Linked DNA regions of Mus musculus: region 2 is linked to region 1. The links are chromatin contacts, called in public Hi-C maps. All regions are on one chromosome and are shown on one strand. Each heading gives the region's core, a stretch centred on a gene start, on an enhancer-like site or on the middle of the called end of the contact. The rest is flanking DNA. Distances are from core to core; before and after follow the strand shown. Region 1 overlaps Palld (palladin, cytoskeletal associated protein). Region 2 overlaps Palld (palladin, cytoskeletal associated protein).

The links. A called contact is a pair of places that touch in the nucleus more often than the background predicts.
Region 2: a Hi-C map of uterus shows a contact between it and region 1, with 3 times the contacts expected there. The contact joins two enhancer-like sites. A contact is called at or near these places in 1 of 15 datasets of contacts at CTCF or cohesin (the NIH/3T3 cell line), 2 of 484 Hi-C or Micro-C datasets (both in uterus), 5 of 115 datasets of contacts at active chromatin or transcription factors (astrocytes, cardiomyocytes, extraembryonic endoderm stem cells and 2 more) and 1 of 9 other capture datasets (embryonic stem cells).

What each region holds. Positions count from the first base shown.
Region 1 is chr8:61,637,819-61,640,951 of GRCm38.p6, reverse strand. All of the region lies in intron 10 of Palld (palladin, cytoskeletal associated protein), which reads left to right. Among named protein-coding and RNA genes, the nearest start is that of Gm51575, 5.5 kb to the left of the region's middle. Within about 2 kb of position 1,706, at least 29 of the 459 cell types and tissues checked have an H3K27ac peak or open chromatin away from gene starts, as enhancers often do. A contact at or near this core is called in uterus, where this site is marked.
Region 2 is chr8:61,872,689-61,875,821 of GRCm38.p6, reverse strand. The region is part of intron 2 of Palld (palladin, cytoskeletal associated protein); the gene reads left to right. Among named protein-coding and RNA genes, the nearest start is that of Palld, 28 kb to the left of the region's middle. Within about 2 kb of position 1,436, at least 12 of the 459 cell types and tissues checked have an H3K27ac peak or open chromatin away from gene starts, as enhancers often do. A contact at or near this core is called in uterus, where this site is marked.

The DNA of each region.
Region 1 (3,133 bases), core at 457-2,956:
TCTCTGTGAGTTTGAGGACTGTCTGGTCTAATGAGTAAGCTCTGGGACAGCCAAGGACTACACAGAGAAAAGTCTGTTCAAACAAATAAGCAAACAAAAAAAGAAAGGGGATAAAGAAACATTTAAAAATAGCCTTCAAAATTACAGTTACACAGAAATACATTGTAAGCAAATTACATTTTCTAAGCTTATCAGTATCTAGGGTTTTCCCTATGCACTGAGTTTCCTATCACTTACTCTCTGAGTTTGTCCTATTAACTTACATTTTGCAGAAGACATTAATCTATTAATCCTTGGCTAGTCTTTCTTCTGACCATGTCTCCAGCTTTTTTTTTTTTTTTTTTTTTTTTTTTTTTGGTTTTTCGAGACAGGATTTCTCTGTATAGCCCTGGCTGTCCTGGAACTCACTTTGTAGACCAGGCTGGCCTCGAACTCAGAAATCCGCCTGCCTCTGCCTCCCAAGTGCTGGGATTAAAGGCGTGCGCCACCACGCCCAGCATCTCTCCAGCTTTGACATCAACCACTCAGCATCCTCACTCAACACGCTTCATATTTCTAGAACTCCACATAATCTAGACTCTTTCCTATGTCCTCATTTATCTTTCTAAGAACTCCTATCTGCCCTTCAGGCCATAGCTCAAATGTCACCTCTTCCAGGAGGTCTGCCTGATTTCTCTCATCACAGTTTCTCATTGTCATCTACGTCTCTTGTCTCTGTTGACTTTGTGCGTTCTTTGGTTGATGGTTGGGTTTTGTTTTCCAGTCAAGAGTCTCACTGTGTAGCCCACATTGGCCTCATGTTCCCGCTCATCTTCCTGCCTCCTCAACCAGAGGCCACACTCCAGCATTAGTTTCCTAAATACTGGAATGACAGGCATGAACCACCCTGAGTGACTCCTGATCTTTGACATTGCGTGTAAAGTTATAATTCTTTGGAGGTGCCTGCCCAAGATCAAGTCCTACCCTAAGTATAGTCGAAGGGCAAGGCATACTCTGTTTTAACTGTAGCATCAAAAACCTAAGTGACTCAGAGGAAGAGTTAAGATGGTTTCCTTCCCTGGGATGGTTTCTCTTTTAATGTTCTCTGTAATTGCCTGAGCAGGAGATTCATTGCTCTGCGGCATGACAGTGGGTCAAGGTTAAGGAGAAGAAGAGGCAGAGGCTGTTCTATTTAGTCTCAGGGAGATGGGCTTCTTCATGATTTCTTACATGCTAGTGTGTTCATGACCATATGCCTATAGTCTGTTTATTAAATTGTTTTCATTATGCATATGTAATTATTTTTGGAGAACATTGGCTAAATTAATATAAACCAGGCCAACACAGCTCATTTGAATGGTATGCATTTGGTTTGAATATGTCAGTGACTTTTCCAGTGAAGAACATCTATTTTAACCCAGTCGCCCATTATAAACAAATTATTCTCTTTGCTTCTATAAATCAGATTTTCAAGCCCACTTAATCTCAGGAGAGTGACTGAGCACATGGCTGCCTGCAAATGGTGACATTAAAAAATTGGCTTTGTCTGGTTTGTTCCGATCTTAAGAGACAGGAAAACCAACTGGGAATTTCAGGCTTGAGGCTCTCATAGGACAGGGTTTGTAAGGTTAAGAGCAGCAGTTTCTGAGAAGCTGGCCTGGGTCTATGAGAGACGGGCCTGCCTGGCCTCAGCACACAGCACAGAACACAGGCCTGGGCTGGTGTTAACCTTCTGAACTCCCGCTGCCTGCTACAGTTCTGCTTACCACTCAATCATGGCTCCCAGGACACATTCTCCTCCAGACTGTCTGCAGAGCTTAGGGAACCCTGAAAGGAAGCCTTTCAAGTCTGCTTCTCTTGAGAAAGCTAAACCTGCAAAACTTGGCCAGACACCACACTGGGTCTCCCTCTGTGGTGACTCAGAAATCTCAAGGAGAACAGGAAAATGGGGAAGAATAACGTTGACGGGGCCGAAGGGCATAAAGGGATGAAATTTGTATTTCCACTGAGTGGGTGATGTTTTTTCATTTCAAAGTCTGATGTAAAAAACTCACTGGTTTTTAGTTATCTACAGAGCAAGAACATAAACACTGCTATTAAAATATTTCATCTCTCCCAAATGAGGCACTGTGCAAATTTCCTTCTATGTGCAGGGAGGGCCTTCTGCACCGTCCCTACAAAGTACAGGCAGACACCCAGAATCTACTCTTGCTGGACCTGAAGTGAAGCGTGTGGTTTCACAGGAGACATGGGGAAAGGGCCTGGAGGAGAGGCCTTGGGAAGTCAGAGATGAGTTGGCGGCAAAAGAGAAACTGAGCCATGAAAGGCAAACTTATTCTAAATACTCCTTTCCCTCATTATCAACATGGACTCCTGAAACGATTGTTTAAAGTTATGCACTTATGTGGAGGGTGGGCCTAGATGTTTTACCATTTCACTATTCAGCAATCTGGAGAGCCACCCCACAGCACCTGGGAGATGGGTAGGGAACTTAGTGTGCCATCATCATGTGAGTCACAAGAGAACATCCAAAATGGTATTAAAGATAATATCAGGGAAGTGGAAAATATTCTTTTGTAAGCAGAAAGCTGTCTTCCAGCAGAAGCTAAACCATGATTTTCTTCGAATAGCAGACCATCAGCACGGACATGTCCTATCAATTTGTGGCTGATTAATGTATATACTCTATTCCATTAAACAATGTGACTAGTATGTCAAATGTGATTCCATAACATCCCTATTGGTAGTGGTTTAATTAAGCATGGAGAGAGAGAGAGTAAGGCTAGACAGACTGCTGGATTTTACCCTGTAGCCCACTAGCTTCAAGCACATGACCAGCTAGTACTAAAGCAATTCCAAGTAAAACTCGCCACTTTCTCTTTGCCAGTTTTCAAATGATCAGTTCTTCCTTCAATCTTAGTTATAACCTCTGTGTGTGTGTGTGTGTGTGTGTGTGTGTGTTGACACGGAGGGCCTTCCTAATCACTCGCCACTTTACTTCCTGAGACAGGAACTGTCACTGAACCCAGAACTCACTCTTCAAGCTTACTAGCTAGCCAGCTTGCCAAACAGGATCCATGTCTCTGCCTACTGAGTACTGGGATTACAGACAAGTCACACGCCCATCCAGGTTTTCACCTGGACTCTGGAGATA
Region 2 (3,133 bases), core at 187-2,686, 240 kb before region 1:
TCTGTGTAGCCCTGGCTGTCCTGGAACTCACTTTGTAGACCAAGCTGGCCTCGAACTCAGAAATCTACCTGCCTCTGCCTCCCAAGTGCTGGGATTAAAGGCGTGCGCCACCATGCCTGGCATTATATAAATGTTTAAAAGCAAGTTCCAATAATTTAGTTTAGGAAAAGAATGAAATGGACAAGGTCAGCTACACAAGGTCAAAACAGACCTCATGCGTTTTTCCTTCCTGTGTGAGCTCATGCACACATCGCTGGCATGGATTTCACAATCATTGCTTAGAATAAATTCACTATTATTCACTAGCTAGTTTACACTGTCAGCTTTTACTGTAATGCTTGCTATTTTAAGAAACGAACAGCAGGGGGCGGTAAAAACCTTCTTAATGTGTTTGCTCAGACACATGGTTCTGGATTCTGTTTTCCAGAAGAATGTAATGCTTTCTTTCAGATTCTGTTTTGGTTTTTTTTTTTTAAAAAAACCTATCAATTTTAGGAGCAAATGATCGGTGAGGAATATATGTATGTGCAAAACAATGTTACTGACTTTGAAACTTTATGGTTCAATTTACATTTATGTACAAAACAGTCTCTTGCAAGTGGAACCCAGTAGCAAATGTATAACATGTCAAAACTGACTGAAATCACTCCACTCAGCACCAAAGGACCCAATCAAATGAGCAGGCATGATTCCTTGTTAAGGTTCACTTAGTCGTTTGATAACACAGTGGGCCATCAAAATCATGCCCAGGCTTCTTGAGGACAGCTGGGGACAGTAGGTTTAGACATTTGGTTAGTAGCATAGTATTATTAATTATTTCAGTGTACTAAAATCAATGACCAATGTTCATTTGACATGGTAAACAGTCATTAAATCTTTGGTAAAAATGCTTCATTGCTCATTGTTTACTTAACCTTTATATCCTTTAGGGTTTGTTTTTGTTTTGTTTTGCTTTAAGAAGACGACTATAAATACACGAGGTCGGGGAGATGAGGGTTGTTTTCATTCCTGTTTGAGGGATCTTGGTCATCTTGATCATGCATTTGGAAATATATCAAACTTCATGAGCATTCAACTTTATTGACCACGTGAGACATGATGGTCTTAGCGGAAAACCTTCTGTGAAGACAATTTTGTGTAAGGAAGGAAATCTTTAATAAAAAGTGCTCGCGCTGGAGCGTGAGAAACTGGCTCATCCTGCATCCATTCAGGGACCTACTGACCTACATATTAGTGAGACCTAGCTCCTCATCGGCAGGACACCTTCTAAGGATCTAGAAGTAGTTGGTTGTCTTATGGAGAGGAAGGGAGTGTCAAGGAATCTGAAGCAATCAGTGGGCAAAAGCTCAAAAGATAATGCTTGATAAACACAGAGGCGCATAGTATTGGGTGGCTGGCAGCTATCCTGGGAAGGGACAGGGTGTGCCTGGGTGGCCAACCAGAGGAAAGAATGCACGGTTGGCAGGTATGGCAGCAGGTGGCAGGATCTTGAGGTAGGGACTAGAACACGAGGAGAAACTTCACTTGTCAATAGTATAAGCCAGTGAGCAGCAAGACCTGGGTTTCAGGAGGACTCAGGCTCAGCCCAAGGAACACATTCAGCTCTGGCGCCGCCATGAGGCCAACGTTTAGTGACTGCGTTTGTGCGGTGGCCCGGATCAGGAAACAACTTCCTACAACTGCATGGCTAGGCTACTTACTGCTAGCTTAGAGGTCCTTAAGTAAGGCCAAGACAGAGACTGCTCCAAAGCCGCAGGCCAGACTTGGTAGCACAAGCCTTTAATCCCAGCAATGGGAAGCAGATCTCCTTTGAGTTCAAGGCCAGACTGGTGGACGTAATGAGTTTCAGGCCAGCCAGGGCTATATGGTGAGTCTCTGTCTTTAAAAATCAAAACAGAAGAAAACCCTGAGCATCACCAAACTAATAAATTAGATAAAGTAGCCCCAGATAAAAGGAGAAATGGGAGGAACAGTAATGAGAAGACAAACCAGTCATTTCAAGGCATTCCTACTTTAAACATAAGCACTGTCCCCAAATGTCACAAAAAAAAATGTGAAAGCAGAGTTCCTTCCCTCCTTTATTCTTACATACCCAGAAAACAATCTCAACAGTTAAAGGAAAGAGAAGATAGATAGAGAGATAGATAGAGTTAGGTAGATAGATAGATATACATATACACATGTATATATAACAAATAATTTATATACAATATGTATATAAATTATTTGCTATCAATTTTGTTTAAATTTTTTCAAAATTTCTATGTATTTGTGAACATGTGTGCTTGTATTTATTTGTGTGAGTATGTCTCTCTGTAACTGTATGTGCACATGTGTGTGCAGTGGCCCCCAGAGGCCAAAAAGACATCATTGAAGACTTTGTGTGCCATCTGATAGGATGTGAACTGTAGTCCTCCTGATTGAGCCGCAAGCACTCCTAACCTCTGAGCCGTTTCTCCTGTCTCATACAAGGTGAACTGTTACATCATCTGTTGCTCCATTCATGTCCTGTTCTAATGGCCCTCCTTTTTCAGTCTTTAGAGGGGCCTAGGGGCAGGGAACCTGACACCACTCACCTTTCTTGGTCTTCTGCGCACTCAGCCTTTGAGTGGATAACTAGTTCCTGAATGTGGGTTGTGGCGCCTACCTATAAACCTGGCACTGGGAGGATAGAAGCACAGTGATCTTGACTTTTAGATCAGTCTGGACTGGACAGCAAAGTTTAGTCTCAAAGCAACATGGCTTTGGTATTATAAAAGGGCGTCTTCCTCCTTTTCCTTGTCTTCTTCCTCCTCATCTCCTTTCTTCTTCTTCTGAGACTGAGCCCCACTATGTAGCTCTGGCTGTCCTGGAACTCACTATGCAGAGCTACATAGGGCCAGACTGGCCACAAACTCACAGAGATTCGCCTGCCTCGGCTTCCTTAGTGCTGGGATTAAAGCGTATGCCACCAGACTTGGCCTACACGTCTGCATTTAAAAGTATTTTTAATGGAAATTTTATCTTTTTAACCACCTAAATTTAAGAGGCCCTAGATATGAAACTGTATAATAAAACACCAAGTAATAAAAAATGGTTAATTAATCACAGAGCCTAGAATGTACGTCAGGGATTTTTATTCCTTATGCAGTCT